4 separate regions of the Mus musculus genome follow, and all the other regions are linked to region 1. A link is a contact called in public ChIA-PET and HiChIP or PLAC-seq data. All regions are on one chromosome and are shown on one strand. The core of a region is the stretch at or near the end of the contact, and the rest is flanking DNA. Distances in the headings are between cores, read along the strand shown. Region 1 has its middle 33 kb from the start of 1110002J07Rik. Region 2 holds the start of Jmjd1c (jumonji domain containing 1C). Region 3 overlaps Jmjd1c (jumonji domain containing 1C). Region 4 holds the start of Reep3 (receptor accessory protein 3).

What was found. ChIA-PET counts read pairs in DNA pulled down with a chosen protein or histone mark. HiChIP or PLAC-seq counts read pairs in DNA pulled down with a chosen protein or histone mark.
Region 2: a contact with region 1 is called in an H3K4me3 HiChIP or PLAC-seq map of bone marrow-derived macrophages, with 4 times the contacts expected there. The contact joins the promoter of Jmjd1c here to the enhancer-like site in region 1. A contact is called at or near these places in 2 of 484 Hi-C or Micro-C datasets (B cells and CD4 T cells), 5 of 115 datasets of contacts at active chromatin or transcription factors (bone marrow-derived macrophages, effector CD8 T cells, embryonic stem cells and 1 more) and 3 of 9 other capture datasets (adipose tissue, liver and pancreatic islet).
Region 3: a contact with region 1 is called in an RNA polymerase II ChIA-PET map of memory CD8 T cells, with 184 read pairs. The contact joins two enhancer-like sites. A contact is called at or near these places in 5 of 484 Hi-C or Micro-C datasets (CD4 T cells, Th1 cells, bone marrow-derived macrophages and 2 more), 10 of 115 datasets of contacts at active chromatin or transcription factors (CD8 T cells, bone marrow-derived macrophages, double positive thymocytes and 6 more) and 1 of 9 other capture datasets (adipose tissue).
Region 4: a contact with region 1 is called in an H3K4me3 HiChIP or PLAC-seq map of bone marrow-derived macrophages, with 6 times the contacts expected there. The contact joins the promoter of Reep3 here to the enhancer-like site in region 1. A contact is called at or near these places in 5 of 39 promoter capture datasets (the C10 cell line, the HPC-7 cell line, hematopoietic stem and progenitor cells and 2 more), 12 of 484 Hi-C or Micro-C datasets (CD4 T cells, Th1 cells, Th2 cells and 5 more), 18 of 115 datasets of contacts at active chromatin or transcription factors (CD8 T cells, the HPC-7 cell line, bone marrow-derived macrophages and 13 more) and 4 of 9 other capture datasets (adipose tissue, liver, macrophages and 1 more).

Annotation. Positions count from the first base shown.
Region 1 is chr10:66,952,145-66,955,563 of GRCm38.p6, reverse strand. No RefSeq gene overlaps it. Among named protein-coding and RNA genes, the nearest start is that of 1110002J07Rik, 33 kb to the right of the region's middle. Within about 2 kb of position 2,108, at least 73 of the 459 cell types and tissues checked have an H3K27ac peak or open chromatin away from gene starts, as enhancers often do. A contact at or near this core is called in B cells, CD8 T cells, the HPC-7 cell line and 12 more, where this site is marked.
Region 2 is chr10:67,124,956-67,128,605 of GRCm38.p6, reverse strand. It overlaps Jmjd1c (jumonji domain containing 1C), which reads right to left and starts at 1,518. Exons shown (of 26, transcript NM_207221.3): 1 at 1,184-1,518. The coding sequence starts at 1,348.
Region 3 is chr10:67,187,923-67,191,159 of GRCm38.p6, reverse strand. Jmjd1c (jumonji domain containing 1C) reads right to left here. Exons shown (of 26, transcript NM_207221.3): 3 at 1,311-1,424. Among named protein-coding and RNA genes, the nearest start is that of Jmjd1c, 62 kb to the right of the region's middle. Within about 2 kb of position 1,934, at least 62 of the 459 cell types and tissues checked have an H3K27ac peak or open chromatin away from gene starts, as enhancers often do. A contact at or near this core is called in CD8 T cells, Th1 cells, bone marrow-derived macrophages and 5 more, where this site is marked.
Region 4 is chr10:67,095,062-67,098,626 of GRCm38.p6, reverse strand. It overlaps Reep3 (receptor accessory protein 3), which reads left to right and starts at 1,639. Exons shown (of 8, transcript NM_178606.5): 1 at 1,639-1,837. The coding sequence starts at 1,806. It also overlaps a transcript of Jmjd1c not described here.

The DNA.
Region 1 (3,419 bases), core at 859-3,358:
GTTGGTTGACATTTCCCCCCCTGAGATAGGGTTTCTCTATGTAGCCTGAAGCTGCTGTGGTGTGTGTGTGTGTGTTTAGTGTGTAAATGAATAAGAAAAACCAAGAAAGACAAGTCCTTCCTAGATGCTTGGGAAAGATGCATTACTGTCTTAACTTTCCTTGTTGCTGTAGCAAAATGCACAACAACAACAACAACAACAAAAATGGAGCCGGGCATGGTGGCGAACGCCTTTAATCCCAGCATTTGGGAGGCAGAGACAGGCGGATTTCTGAGTTCGAGGCCAGCCTGGTCTACAGAGTGAGTTCCAGGACAGCCAGGGCTATACAGAGAAACCCTGTCTCAAAACAAAAAACAAACAAGCAAACAAACAAAAAAATGGAATGCTAATAGTCTGGGGGGGGGGGTGGGCGTTGGAATTAAGGAGCGAAAGTTTGTACTGGCTTACAGTTTGAAGGTGCAGACCATCACAGCGGGTATGTGTGTGGGGGGTTATGGTAGCTTGATTGATAGAACTTGAGGCAGGTGGTCATGTGACATCTGCAGTCAGGAAAAGAGGTAAATGCTGATACTTGGGTCTCTTGGTCCTTTTATCTGGTCTGAGGCTCCAGCCAATGGAGTAGTACCATCCTTAACTTACCTAGAGTGGATTTGCCTATCTTAGTTAACCCAGTCTAGAAATTTCCTTAGAGGTTTGTCTTTTGGGTGACTGTAGATCTTGTGACATCGATTACCAATGTTAACTATCACTCTCCAGCTGGGTATATACCAAACATTGCGCAGAACCGGTGGCCTTGAGGATGAATCAGGAGAGGCCAGCAGGGACAGAATAAAGAAAATGCCCTGGCCCACAGCTGGAGAGGGTTGGTAAGATGTCAGCCAGATGTCCCTTCTTGTACTCTATACTGTTAGGAGGTGGCTTCATTACCCACCCAGAACACAGCCAGAGTCTGACTGCTCTCTTAAAATGAAAAGAAAAAGAAAAGAATCCCTGAACGGAGGCCACCAGATTGGATCAGTGTGACTCAAGAGATACATATGTCATGAACACTTTGAACTAAAAATGGCTGGCTGAGTACAGATTTGATTTCTACTTAGACCTCCTGAGTCAAGTGTGGACAAAGCTCTGATCTCTTCCCTTCCATTTGGGGGTCATCTGAGGACACTCATTTCTCACACAGGGACCTACTCATGACTGCCAACAAGACAGAGAAAAACAGAAGTACCCAGTGAGTATAAGCCTCATTCCTGACTGGTGGCCGACACCCAACCTAGCCTAGGGTTCCAATCCCAGTGACCCCAATGTTTCTCAGTAACACTTTTGCCCTGGCTGGCAGGCTGCCTCCCCAGAGGCTTCTGATAAAGACAAAGCCAGACAACGAGCCAGAGTCAGATTCAGAGAAGTTCCTCTTCCCTGGTTAACGTCATTTTTATTCAATTAAATCAATTGTTATAGTGCTCTTGCGTGTGCATGTGGGGCCTGGAGGTGGTGGTGAGAGACATTGGGGAAGGCACACATGCTAAGCTAAGCTGGTGCAAGTCAGAGACAAACTTCTAGAGTCAATTCCCTCCTATGGTTAGGTTAACCACAGGTTTTGGTAGCTGAACCCAGGTTGGCAGGGTTGGCAGCAAGTACCTACCTCTGATGAGCCTTCTTGCCAGTCCTACATTATTTTTGGGAAAACTGCCCGTGTTGCTATGGTTACTTTGACTCGATTATATTTTCAGCTACAAGGTATCCCATCTACTGTTTTCACTGTTGCTTTTTGATCTTTTTTTGCCCCCCCCCCCAGGTTGGGCCTTTAGGCTTCTTGATCCTTCTTTTTACTAACAAGCGCTTCTGTGAATATTTTTGTCCTGAGTTCCCTGTTAACATGGACTTTCATGGAGTTTCCCTTTGATGTTTATGCACAAAGAATTCCGCTGGGTGGTAACATTTAGACATGACAGTAAATATTTCAAATTTCCTTAAATAATTATCACTGCTGCTACCAGTGTGGAAAGTTCCCCCAGGCTGCAGATTCTTATCGATTACAGGTCCTGTCAGACTTGTTAACGTTGGCTAATCAAATGTGTGTAAAATCTGTCCTCCTGATTTTCAGTTTCGTTTGCCTGCGACCGCAGAGAGAGAAAACGCTGGCAATGCAGGTTTCCTGTTCTATGGCTTGTCTGCTCATAGTCTTGTCTGTTTTACCTCTAAAATGAAAGTATAACAGACAAGTTTTTTAAAAATAGCTTTTCTTCTTTTCTGACCTCAAATCTAAGCTAAGGTGAGTTGCTGCATATCTACATCTTTAACATTTGTTCCCCAATTCAAGTTACATAAATTTTAATAGCTAGACATGAAAGAAAATATAAAGCCTAAGGCATAAAAATAAGCATACATATCATAAATATATAATTTAATTGTCACCATCCCACCCAACTTAGCTTTTTAAAAATTAATTAATTAATCTATTTCTTTCTTTATTTACATCCCAAATGCTGCCCCTCTCCCTGTGTAGGCATGAATCTTAAGGAGATAGTTCAACAAATATTTATAAATGAATGTAATTATGTAGGCATGTGTCCTTTGATGTATTTTTAAAGGCAGTCCAATTAATAAGTGTTTCCTGGGGCTGGGTGCTTGCCTCGCCCCCACAAAGTCCTCTGTTTGATCCCTCAGGTACTCTTGTAATCCCAGCATTTGGGAGGTGGAGGCAGGAGGATAGGAAATTAGGATCACCCTTGACTATGTCACAAATCTGAGATTAGCTTGAGCTACAGCAGACCTTGCTCCAAATCAGTTGACAAATAAACCAAGCAAGCAAGCAATCGATAGAGCATTCCCTAATGTTTTTCGGCTGTGTTTTTGCTGAAGAACATGTCTGTATTCTAACAGCATAAACCCATTTTCTTACTTTCCTTCTAAACATTTAAAGTTTTAGCTCTTCTTAAAAAAGATTTATTTATTTGTTTTATGTATGTGAGTACACTGTAGCTGTCCTCAGACACACCAGAAAAGGGCATCAGATCCCATTACAGATGGCTGTGAGTCACCATGTGGTTGCTGGGAATTGAACTCAGAACCTCTGGAAGAGCGGTCAGTGCTCTTAACTGCTGAGCCATCTTTCCAGTCCTAAAGTTTCAGTTCTCTCTCTCTCTCTCTCTCTCTCTCTCTCTCTCTCTCTCTCTCTCTCTCTCTCTCTCTCTCTCTCTCTCTCTCTCTCTCTCCTTCGTTTTTAGAGACAGAGTCTTGTGTAGTCCTAATACCTCTTCCTCCGTGCTAGTATTATAAGCATCTATCCCCAAACCCTGAAAAGATTTAGCTGTTTACATATCACGACTGTGAGATTGTTTTGTGCAGGGAGGGGGGGTTGGGGTGGGGTGGGGTGGGGCAGAGAGTCCAAAGTAGCGTTCCACCTCGTTCCTTACAGATAA
Region 2 (3,650 bases), core at 269-2,768, 170 kb before region 1:
ATTCAAAGCAGTGACTGCCTGACAATTGTTACTTCTAAGCAACCACCTTATTATCTTGCTATTTGGAAAAATAAGGGAGGTGGGCAACTGGAATATGTTTGTTCCCTCTGTATCCCTTTCTTTCCAACAGACCTTTCAAAAACAGTTTCAGAACTTGACTGTCTCCAATACTATCTAATCTAATTTCCTAATTCTCACGTATATAGGAACACAGTACATAATTCTGTTCCGTGTTTGCTTTAGTGTCTAAGCCATTACCCAGGCATCCTCCACGTAAAATCTTCAATTTTCATATCAAAGCGGAAAGAGAAATGAGTTCCGGCATCTTTACACAAACACAAAGCAACGGCTTTGTGAAGCTATCACAAGTAAGCATTAAGATGAGTAAAGTTTAAGGGTTCTTTTTTTCCTTTAGCACAAAGAACTGCCATGCGGAGTTTTGTCAATTGTCTCTATTTTTAATTCCTCTTATAAGTATTCACAACTAAGCCTATTTTACACGGTTAAACTAATAATACAGTGCGTGGGGAACTATGGAATTGATAGCAGGTAGGAATGGTTTGCAAGAACACACTCGAAACTTCCAACAACCATATCAAAATGGTGACTATTTTTGCATTTTATGGTGGATTTGATCTAAATGCAAAGGGGGAATATCTTAATATTCCCTACCCCCACTCTACTTACTCAACTCTATCTCCAGTCTACTCACTCAATCCCATTCCCTTATGAGAATGCGCTTGTGACCAAAAGAATGTATCCTGGCACGAAATCATAAATACACATTTATTCTCCTGAAAGGTAACACTGACAGTGTCCTATGTAACTGATAAATGTAGGGGAGGCTACTTAGAAGTACTAAATGCCGTTCAAACCCCTAATTTACACTATCTCTAGCCTTCGTGAAGCCATATAAGACTCAGGAGCCGGAGTTCCCTAAAGCACTGTCCGTTTCTAACAAACAAAATACAAAATGATGGAGAAAGGGAGAAATAATTTCGACTAGCCCTCGTACCAAAAACATTTCTATCGTTTCCGGCTGGAAAGCCAAACGCAGGATGGTTTTGCCCGGCAGAGTCGGGCCATAGCAGCCAGCGCTCCCCTTGCCGGGCCCGCCCGCCCCACCTGCCGCCCGCCCGCCCCGCGCAGAGGGGCGTGCCACATGCTGCCCGCCAGCTCTCACCGCCAGGTCCGGGTGGCCGCGGTCGCGGTGGGACACGGCTCGGATGACCCCCGCCCGCCAGCCGCGCCCGCAGCCGCTCTGCCCGCGCTCCGGACGCGCGTCCTCGCCGGCCGCCACGCACAGGAACCGCTTCCCCACCAGCTCGGGCCGCGTCTCCACCGCCATGGCCGCCACTGCGCCGGGGACGAGCGCAGCCCGCTCCTACCGGCCGCCCATGCCGAGGAGCCGACCGCAGGCGAGGCGGCCCGCGAGCGAGAGCGCCCCTGCACGCTCGACGACCCGGAGCCGCGCCGCCCACGACCTCACGCGCGGCCCACAGGCAAACTGACAGGAATGAGCGCGCGGCCGCTCAGGCGGCCGGTACCCCTCCGCCCCTCCGGCCGCGCCGCGTGTCCTTCCGCGGGCGGGGGAGTGGGGGTCGGCGTCGGCGGGCGCGCCAAGTAGTGCCGCCCACGGACTGCGCTGCGGCCTCGAGAGGTGGCCGCCGAGGGACAGCAGCCAGGCTGCTTCTGCCGCTCCGTCTGCGCCCCCTCGGAGGGGCGAGTGCGGGGACGGGGCTCGGCTCCCACGCGCGGTCGCAGAGCCAACTCCCGGAGGTCCGCATGTCAGGAGCGACGGCCGTGCGAACACATAGCGCCGTCGTCAAGGAGCCCGGATCCCCGCGCGGCCCCGGGCGAGCCGCGCCGCCCACCCCACCGCGCCCCCTCGGCGGCCCGCGGCTCTAAACCAGCATTCCTCCCGGCGGCAATTCTAATTCCGTGTTGGAGCAGTTCGGAGATTTACACCTCGTGCCGCCTTCTTACAGGAACGCTAGACACTCCACCGCGAGCTGTTACCGACATCCTTAAATTTCACAAACTGTCTCAGAGCCAACCCGAGTACTCCGCGTACTAGAACATAGGTAATAAAACGGAAAGCTCCAGAGTCAGTTACTGGAAAAGACCACGGAAAGAAAAGAATCTTAGCCAATCACACTTGAAGAAAATAAATGATGGTTTTACTTCCCGTCCAATCACAACAGGACTTTATAACCCAGACAAAGACAGCTAGGAATTCCTCTTCTGATCGCTCCTCAGTTCTCACAGGCAAGTCTCTCTTTCAAGATAGCAGTGAGAAGTTTGACGACCGCTATGCTTGTATTTTAAAGATCTGTGAAAACGGGAATCAAAATTCAATCTGCCGTTTTCCAGGGATTATCATCTTCAAAAATTCATCTAATCCTATAAAAATCTTTTCCTCCCCCCCATGCTTTCTGAAAACCCTTACAATAGCACTGAGTGCTTACAATAAATACAAAAGACATATCTGTAGACCATTTAAACTAAACTGTTAAAGCTACAGACAGACAGTGGCGGTGGGAGAGTTGGAAACTCTCAAAGTCAGTTGAATAGATCAGCTCAGGGCTGAAGAGATGGCTCTGCGGTTAAGACTGCTCTCCCAGAGGTCCTGAGTTCAATTCCCAGCAACCACATGGTGGCTCACAACCATCTATAATGGGCATCTGATGCTAGGAAAACTGCACAAATCTGCATGCTGTCGGCTCTGGATTCCTTCATTCCCACCTAAGGTTAGTAAGCCCAATAAAACAAGCCACTGAAAGAGTGCAGCACATATAAAGATGTTTAAACGGAGTCTCATATTCAAATACCAACCATCAGTGATCTCCCTGCTTTATAACTTGCAGCACAAAGTAATCATTAAAGGAAATTGGGGCTGGGGACAGACGGTGCTGCTGGGTGGCAAAGCACTTGCCTACTTGGTGGGAAGGTCTGGGTTGGGGTCCCAGTGTGGGTGAAGTCTTTTTGTTGTTGTTTCTCTTTTATTTTTTAAAGAAGACTGCTTAATCCCCAACTGTCAATGACACCATACTACTACAAGGAAAACAGTCCATTAAAAAGCATGTAAAGACAACGAAAGCAACACTCTGGAGAGAAACAGCTTTCCCAGGCCACAGATCCCCACAGCAGCATTTCTTACTAGCTAATCATGGGGCTTATCTGAGCGCACGCTCTTGCTTTTCTCAAGTGTATGCCACCACAGGCAGCTTTAATACATTTAATGTACTTGAGAATTACAGCTCAAATTTTCTCCTACAACCCCAATACTACAGCCGACATTTAGGTTTTATGCTAGTCTACCTTGAGAAACTTGATTTTTTTTTTTTCCCCAAAAGAATAGACCTTAAAAGTTTTTGTATTGTTTTGTTTTTCAATTTCTTTGCTGGCGTTTTGTTTTGTTTTAAGGAGTAGGTATATTGTTTAATTTTACTAGCAAATCCTAACTATAAATAATATGGAATTAAAAGTGTTAACATGAGATTTCAAACCTTGGATTCAGTCGTCATGGGTCACACGCCCACCTAGCAGAGGAGCCTGCAGGCTTGTCTGTGAGGGTTAACCTAGATTAGAGGTGTTAGGCCATCTTTTCTGTAGGCAGAGGAGCCCACCGACTAGGGAGGGAGGGAGGA
Region 3 (3,237 bases), core at 685-3,184, 240 kb before region 1:
ACTACACCGTGTAAAGAAGAAAGAGAAATAACAGTAAAAGATGAATGTAAACTATGTAAGATTCAAAATAGGAAACCATTTCGACTCCAACTCCCTCACTGTTACAACTTCAGCACGGGCTCACTGCTCATTAACTGGTCCTTCCCATGGAAACAACAAGTAACTTTCTACTCTTTATAAGGAAAAAAAGCCAATATACTTTCATCATTTTTTTGTTTAACCCAGTTATAATACTACTTAAAACATTTAACTAGAAAAGAATCTGCAAGCTGGACGTGATGGCGCACACCTTTAATTCCAGCACTTGGGAGGCAGAGGCAGGCGGATTTGAGTTTGAGGCCAGCCTGGTCTACAGAGTGACTTCCAGGGCAGCCAGGGCTATACAGAGAAACCCTGTCTTTGGGGGGAAAAAAAAAGTGTCTGCATCAAATGTTTGTATATATTTAAAATACTGAAGTTAAAGTCCATTATTAAAACAATGTAAACATTTTTAAATTTAAAGATTGCAATAAGCTAGAAGATTAAGAAAAATAGGTTATTATTATCTTTTACTTTGCTAAAAGACAAGGAACTTAATTTTACTTATCACAGCATCTGCATGTCTCTGTCTATATATTACACATGCCAGGAACCAGCCAGAGCCAGAAGAGGGCATCAGCTCCCCTAGAGCTGGCCTATAGGTAGTTGTGACCTGCCTGCCTCCTGTTGGTGCTTGGAACTCCTCCAGGCCTCTGCAAAAGCCCCAAGAGCACTTAGCTGCTGACACATGTCTCCAGAGCCAGTACCTCCTGCCCCCACAAACACACTTTTCTGCTTTCTGAGACAGTTTTCTTATGTTGGCAAGGCTGGCCCTGAATGAGATCCTCCTACTTCAGCCTCCTACGTCCCAGGATCATAGATATGAATCACCACAAATTGTTTAATAGTTGTGATGAGTTTCTTTACATAATTTAAATCTATTTGTCTACTGGAAAACCTATTTCCCCTCAAGATGCATTTACTTACTCTAATAAATTAGTTAACCTCATAAACAAATAAGTATATGGCAAAACAAAACCAAACCCTCAAATACATTTATAGATAGGTGCAGCCCTGAGCCAAAGATGAACAGAAGTAACCCTGGTGTCTAGACAATTCTCCTCTAACAGGAAGCTGTGTTCACTCCTGTAATCCTAGCTATAGCCAAAGTGTTCCTGTCTCACAACAAAGTCCCAGCACAAATTTATTGCTAAGTAATGCTATAATCAAAATATACTGAATGCCCTGAATATGAATGAAGTTTAATGAACAATTGGTGTGCAGTTCCTTACCTGGTATGGCTGAAAGGCACTATCTTCTGTTAAAAAATCCAGTTGCTTATCTATAAGGAATTCTACTGCAGTGATAGAACTAGGTATACTATTTTCAACCAATGGTTTGAAGGTCTGTCAAAAAAGAGAAAAGTTCTAATGGTTATTTTCTGGTTGTATCCTCAAAGTGTTATACAAAGGGTACATGGCAATATAATGGTTCAATAAGGTCGTCATAATGGTATAACCTAACGTTTTTATTAAAACCATAGAATACTTTTTATTCATTAAAAAATAATTAAACACAACCATAATTAATAAGCTGGAAATTATACTGTATCATGCTATAGACTATTTCTGAAAGACTACCAAGCACACGTGTATGTTTCTGCTTAACCCTGAAAACATGAAAAGAAGTCAACCACATTCACCCCTGTTTACTCCTAACTAGAGATGTTAGTCTAATTTTCATACTGAGATTTTAACTGAGCAGAAAGCATCTGACCTTACCCCACCCCTGCCTTGCTCCCAGAACAACTACAGATGCAGTTACTTCAATGAGAGCAGAGGGCAGCAGGAGAGACCAGTGAGGAAGAGCAGTCCCCACCAGCCCTGTCCTGTCTCTAGCTAGCACTGTCACAAAGCAAGTCTGAGATCACACAGCAGGCAGTGAGGTGGGAAAGTTAGAGGAAGGAAACAAGGGCACAGTGTTTGTTTTCTTAAATGACTATCACCACACTCTCATTCTTAGCAGAGTCAGAGTCAGTCAAAATTAAATGTATTCATGTATCTACTACTGTTTGTTCTAAAAGCTTTAAAATGAAAAGAAAATTCTACCATCTTAAAAAGTGTGGCTTTCCTAAGAAAGAATCAAAATCTGAAAAATGCAATTAAACAACTAGGCTTCTAAACTGCATATATGTGTACCAAAAGAACATTTCCTCATGACAAGGCAACTTGGGTACCATCTGGACACAAAACAACACTGTTGACCAAGACAGTACGTATCTCCCAGATTCCAAAGCTGTTGGTGCTCCTGTCCACCCTGTCTTGTAGCTATTATGTCTTAAAGAAATACAAAATACTCTGGTTATTACACAAAAAAAGTTTCAGTTTGAAGGGGTTCTCAAAGAGCTAATTTTCTACACTTAAGAAATTCTTACCAGGAGTTAAGTGGATTCATTAGGATGTATATTTTAAACATATCTCATTTCTATTCAATTAATATTCCTGAGCAAATAACATTTTCCTTATTTGAAAAAAAATTGAAAAATTACAGTATGTATCTCTAGAACCATCCCCAAAACAAACAAAATCTGTCTCTTCCATTTATTTTTAACATTTATGATAATTGAACCTAGTTAGAATAACTTTCTACTGTGTCCCAGCCTAACCTTTTAAGTACTAGATGTTCAAAATACTTTGTGTGAGAAATTAACTTTCAAAATAGAAAATTCCCACACTAACTGTACATCTATCATTGCCTGCTACCAATATTTTCTATTTCTTGGGCCTAGATTCCTAATATTTCATATAATTCTATCATTTTTTATAAGAGAATGTACTCGCTTAAGAGTTCATGTTATCTGATTATATGAAATATGTTAACATGATAGCTATCAAGTTAGCGTATTTCTACAATGAAAAATTTTCATATTATACTTCTACTTGTTTAGCATTGGTAAATGAGAGAACACTGGCTCCTTCTCAAAAGGACTTTCAATCTTTGGACATTTTCTGTTTCTTGTCCAAACACTTCAGGCCAAAGCATCAAGGATAACCCCCCCCCCCCCAAAAAAAAAGACTGGCTAAAGATAAAATTCAATTTAGCAGGACTGGACACTAGCAACATTAGCCCTAAGTACCTTTTTCTTATGCAAATAATACAGGTGTTTTGCATCTCCTAAGCCCCAGTCATTTTATAATATCAAAAACATTCCTGCGAAGA
Region 4 (3,565 bases), core at 390-2,889, 140 kb before region 1:
ACACTCCAGGGCTGTCTGGGGCGGCAGGATGACTCAACAACACTGTAGCAACCCAGGGTAGGTAGGTGGTTTACAACCCGTGGCTTTTTGAAATAGGAACAAGGGGGCTGTGTCCTGCAAACAATAACAAGAGCCATCACCTCTGCAAAACAGGCAGAAGAGACTAAATGCGGAGGGGTGAAAGGAGTCCAGAAACTTAAGGGATAAATTATGAGGGAGGGTGGGGGGCAGGGAATTGGGGGGGGGGGATTTAAGAGGTCAGAAAGGTAGAGAATGGGAAATAAAGCATCCAAGAAAAAGATGCAATTCAGTCAAGGGCACGAAAACACACCTTAGCTCAGGAAAGAGAGGAGGGGAAAGATATGTTAAGGATGAGGAACGAAAGGCTGTAAATAAAGACATTACAAGACCGCTCTGCCCATGGAAGGACATGAAAGGACAAGGAAGGTATGTGCCAGAAAAACTGCTGCTTAGAGGGCAAGCACATCTCCCCAGTAACGCTGAACAATGGTCAAACTAAATAAACCAGGACAAACGCAATCACCGCAGCCCCTGAAATAAAAACACACATTCTTAATGTAAATAAGCAAAAAAAAAAAAAAAAAAAGGAACGGAAGAGCAGAAAGCAGCGGAGGACTTCTCTTCCTGGTTCTGTGGAAGGAAACCCCGCAGGCCTCCACCTCCTCCACAGTGCTGGGATCACAAGAGCTCACCACCATCCCTCCCCTGCTGCTTTCTTTCATGGCCAAAATTCTTCTTAATTTATAGGCCTCATGAACTACAAGGCACTCATGGTAACCTATCCCTGTCCCTTGATACCATCCCAGGCAAATCCGACTCCTTCCTAAACACATTAATTAGCAATACCTTACATCATCCTTGAAAAGCAGGAGGTAAGCAAGAGTATTATTAGCCTCTTTTTATTATGGGGAAACTGGGGAACAAAAAGATTAAATTACAGTACGTCCCAAAATGAGCCATCATATTTTCTAGGACTTTAATTAAAGGCTCCAAACACCACATTACAGACATTATTCTTTCTAGCTTAGAGAACTTTTACTATTGCTTCCACCAGGGGACCAAGAAAAAAAAACACCTACAGTAACTTAAAAGGTCAGCTTAAAATTTTGGACAGTGTTAAGAGGTAACACACACGCGCGCGCGCGTGACGGAAAAAAAAAATAAGGACACTTGTAAACAGCACCACGGGTCGGAAATCCTGGGTCCACGTTTTAGGCTGTGGGGCAGGCAAGACAGACAGGAGTTGGCTGACGCTGATGGAAAAGGTGCCCCAAGGGGCCCAGAACAGCCTCGCCATCCCTGCAAACCCATCACTCCAAACGTGACCCCCGACGCTCTCCCTTGGCCCCTGCATTGCACCACGAGCCTCGCCGTGCCAACCCAGGCCTGTGGTAGGCCCTGGCTGCCGAGCCTCGGTGAGCACCGGAGCCGCACCTAGCCAGACACTTCACAATCCCGGCTTCCCCCGCCCCCGGCCTCGGCTCCCACGCGCTCTCACCGCCCGCCCGGAGTCCCCCGGCCCGGGGAAGCGAGGTGACCGCGCAGCTCGGTGGAGCGCAGCGCCCGCGGGGTCCCGGAGCCGCCGCCTATCAGCGGAGCGCAGGGGCGGGGCCGGCAGGGCCGGCGGGGCCGCGGGCGGGGGCGGACGGGCGGGGGACCGGGCTCCGGGCGGCTCCGGGCACCGCGCGCACACACCGGGCCGGCTCCCGAGGGCGCCAGCGCGGCCCCGGGGAGCGCGAGCGGGGAGCGCGCGGCCTGCGGTCAGCGGCCCATCGGCCGAAAAGATGGTGTCCTGGATGATCTCCCGAGCCGTGGTGTAAGTACGGGCGGGGAAGACGCTTGGGGCCCGGTTGCCGGAGCCAAGCTCACGGGCCGCGGCCTGCTCACCCGTGTCCCAGTCGCTGCGGGGCTCCGGGGCGGCGGCGGCGTTGGGAGCAGCAGGGCGCGGGCGAACGGACTGGCAGGCGGTGGGCTCTGCTCCGTGGAGCCGCTCCCCGGCGCGCGGCGGGCTCTGCTCGGCTTCTCCTCGGCCTCCCCTCCGCTCCTCGGCTACGCGGCAGGCGCTGCTCCGCTCCTCGGCTCCTCCGCTGCCCGGCGCTGCGCGCGGCGGGCTCTGCTCGGCTCCGCGGCGCGCTCCCGGCTGCGGCTCCCGCTCCCGCGGCCCGCGCTGCGCGGCACCGCCCTGCGCAGGCTCCGCCGACGCTGAGCGCGGGAGGCCGGCGGGACTCCGGATGCGCCCGAGCCTTTGTCACCAGGTCTACCGCGTTGCGGTGTCTGTCCGCGGCGCACGCCGCTTGGTCACGTGTAGGAGGAGGAGAGATCGGTGTCAGAGCCCGGGCTGCAGAGTCTTGCTCAGGGGTCCCGAGGTGACCTGGGAAAGAGCCTGCGCTAGAAAGGTCGGGCAAACGCTGACCGTGGAGGGCCGTGGGTGGGAAGAAATGTTTGCAATGGAGAAGGCGCAGGTGCCAGTCCCCTTTGTTCGGGTCATCTCCTCAGTTCACTGATTGTGATACAAACGAGAGCTGCGGATGGGGAGAGGAGGGGGGAAAAGTTGAGATGTGTTGTTTAATCTGCAAAGGTATTTGAATACAAGTTAAACCGGTTCTCTTCCCATCTTTCACCTTACCCTGTGCGCTCTAAAGCAAAGTCACCAAATAAAGGGCCATAAATTAGGTAAAGCCTGGGGGCGGGAATTCATTATTCATGTAGCAGTAGTGTCATCTGAGTACCTTAATGAAATGTTTATATGAGGTTAACAGGCCTCGCTGATTAGCTTATAATTTGAAGGGAGAAAATGACATTACTTGGGCATTATTATTTTCACTACGGAGAAGGAGCTAATTTTTTTTTAACTTGCTTTTATTTCGTTTGGAAGTGAGCTAGGTAACCTAGTTTGCAATGCATTCAAAATTTGCTCTTTCATAAAATGTCCTTTAAAGCCTCTGAACTTCTTGTATTCATCTTAAAGCCACAAATAAATAAAGTTATGCCACGGGTGCCTTCAAATTATGTTTTGCCTCTTCCAAGGCAGTCTTCGGGTTTCCACATAATCCAGGCATACTTTCTTAACCTACCAGAAGTCCCTCCACTATTTTGGCCTAGCCCCTCAAATTAAATGCCCCATTAAAAAAACTGGGTTTGTCTTTTGATCTCTTAGACCATTTTCAATGATGGAAAATTATGGAACACCTTGAGTTTGCATTCATCAAATAAGATTTTTATTTTTTTAATTGGTGAAAGGAAGTATGTTTAGTGCTACGCTACCTCCAATACAAAGGTCAGTACCACGTAGGAGATCTTAATGGGACACACATTTCACATCCACAGATATCTACTGTACAGGTCAGAATGTCAGGTCTTATGAGGGTTATACCTGGTGTAATACCCAGTGTTAGACAAGGAAGAAATTATCTGTGGTTGGAGCGTCATCAAAGAAGGCAAAAGAGATTACGTTCATAATAGACCTTGAGGAATGAACCCGATCTAGACCGCCAAAGAGGAAGAAGGAAAAGATTTCTGATAGGTGGACTGGTGTAAACCAGAG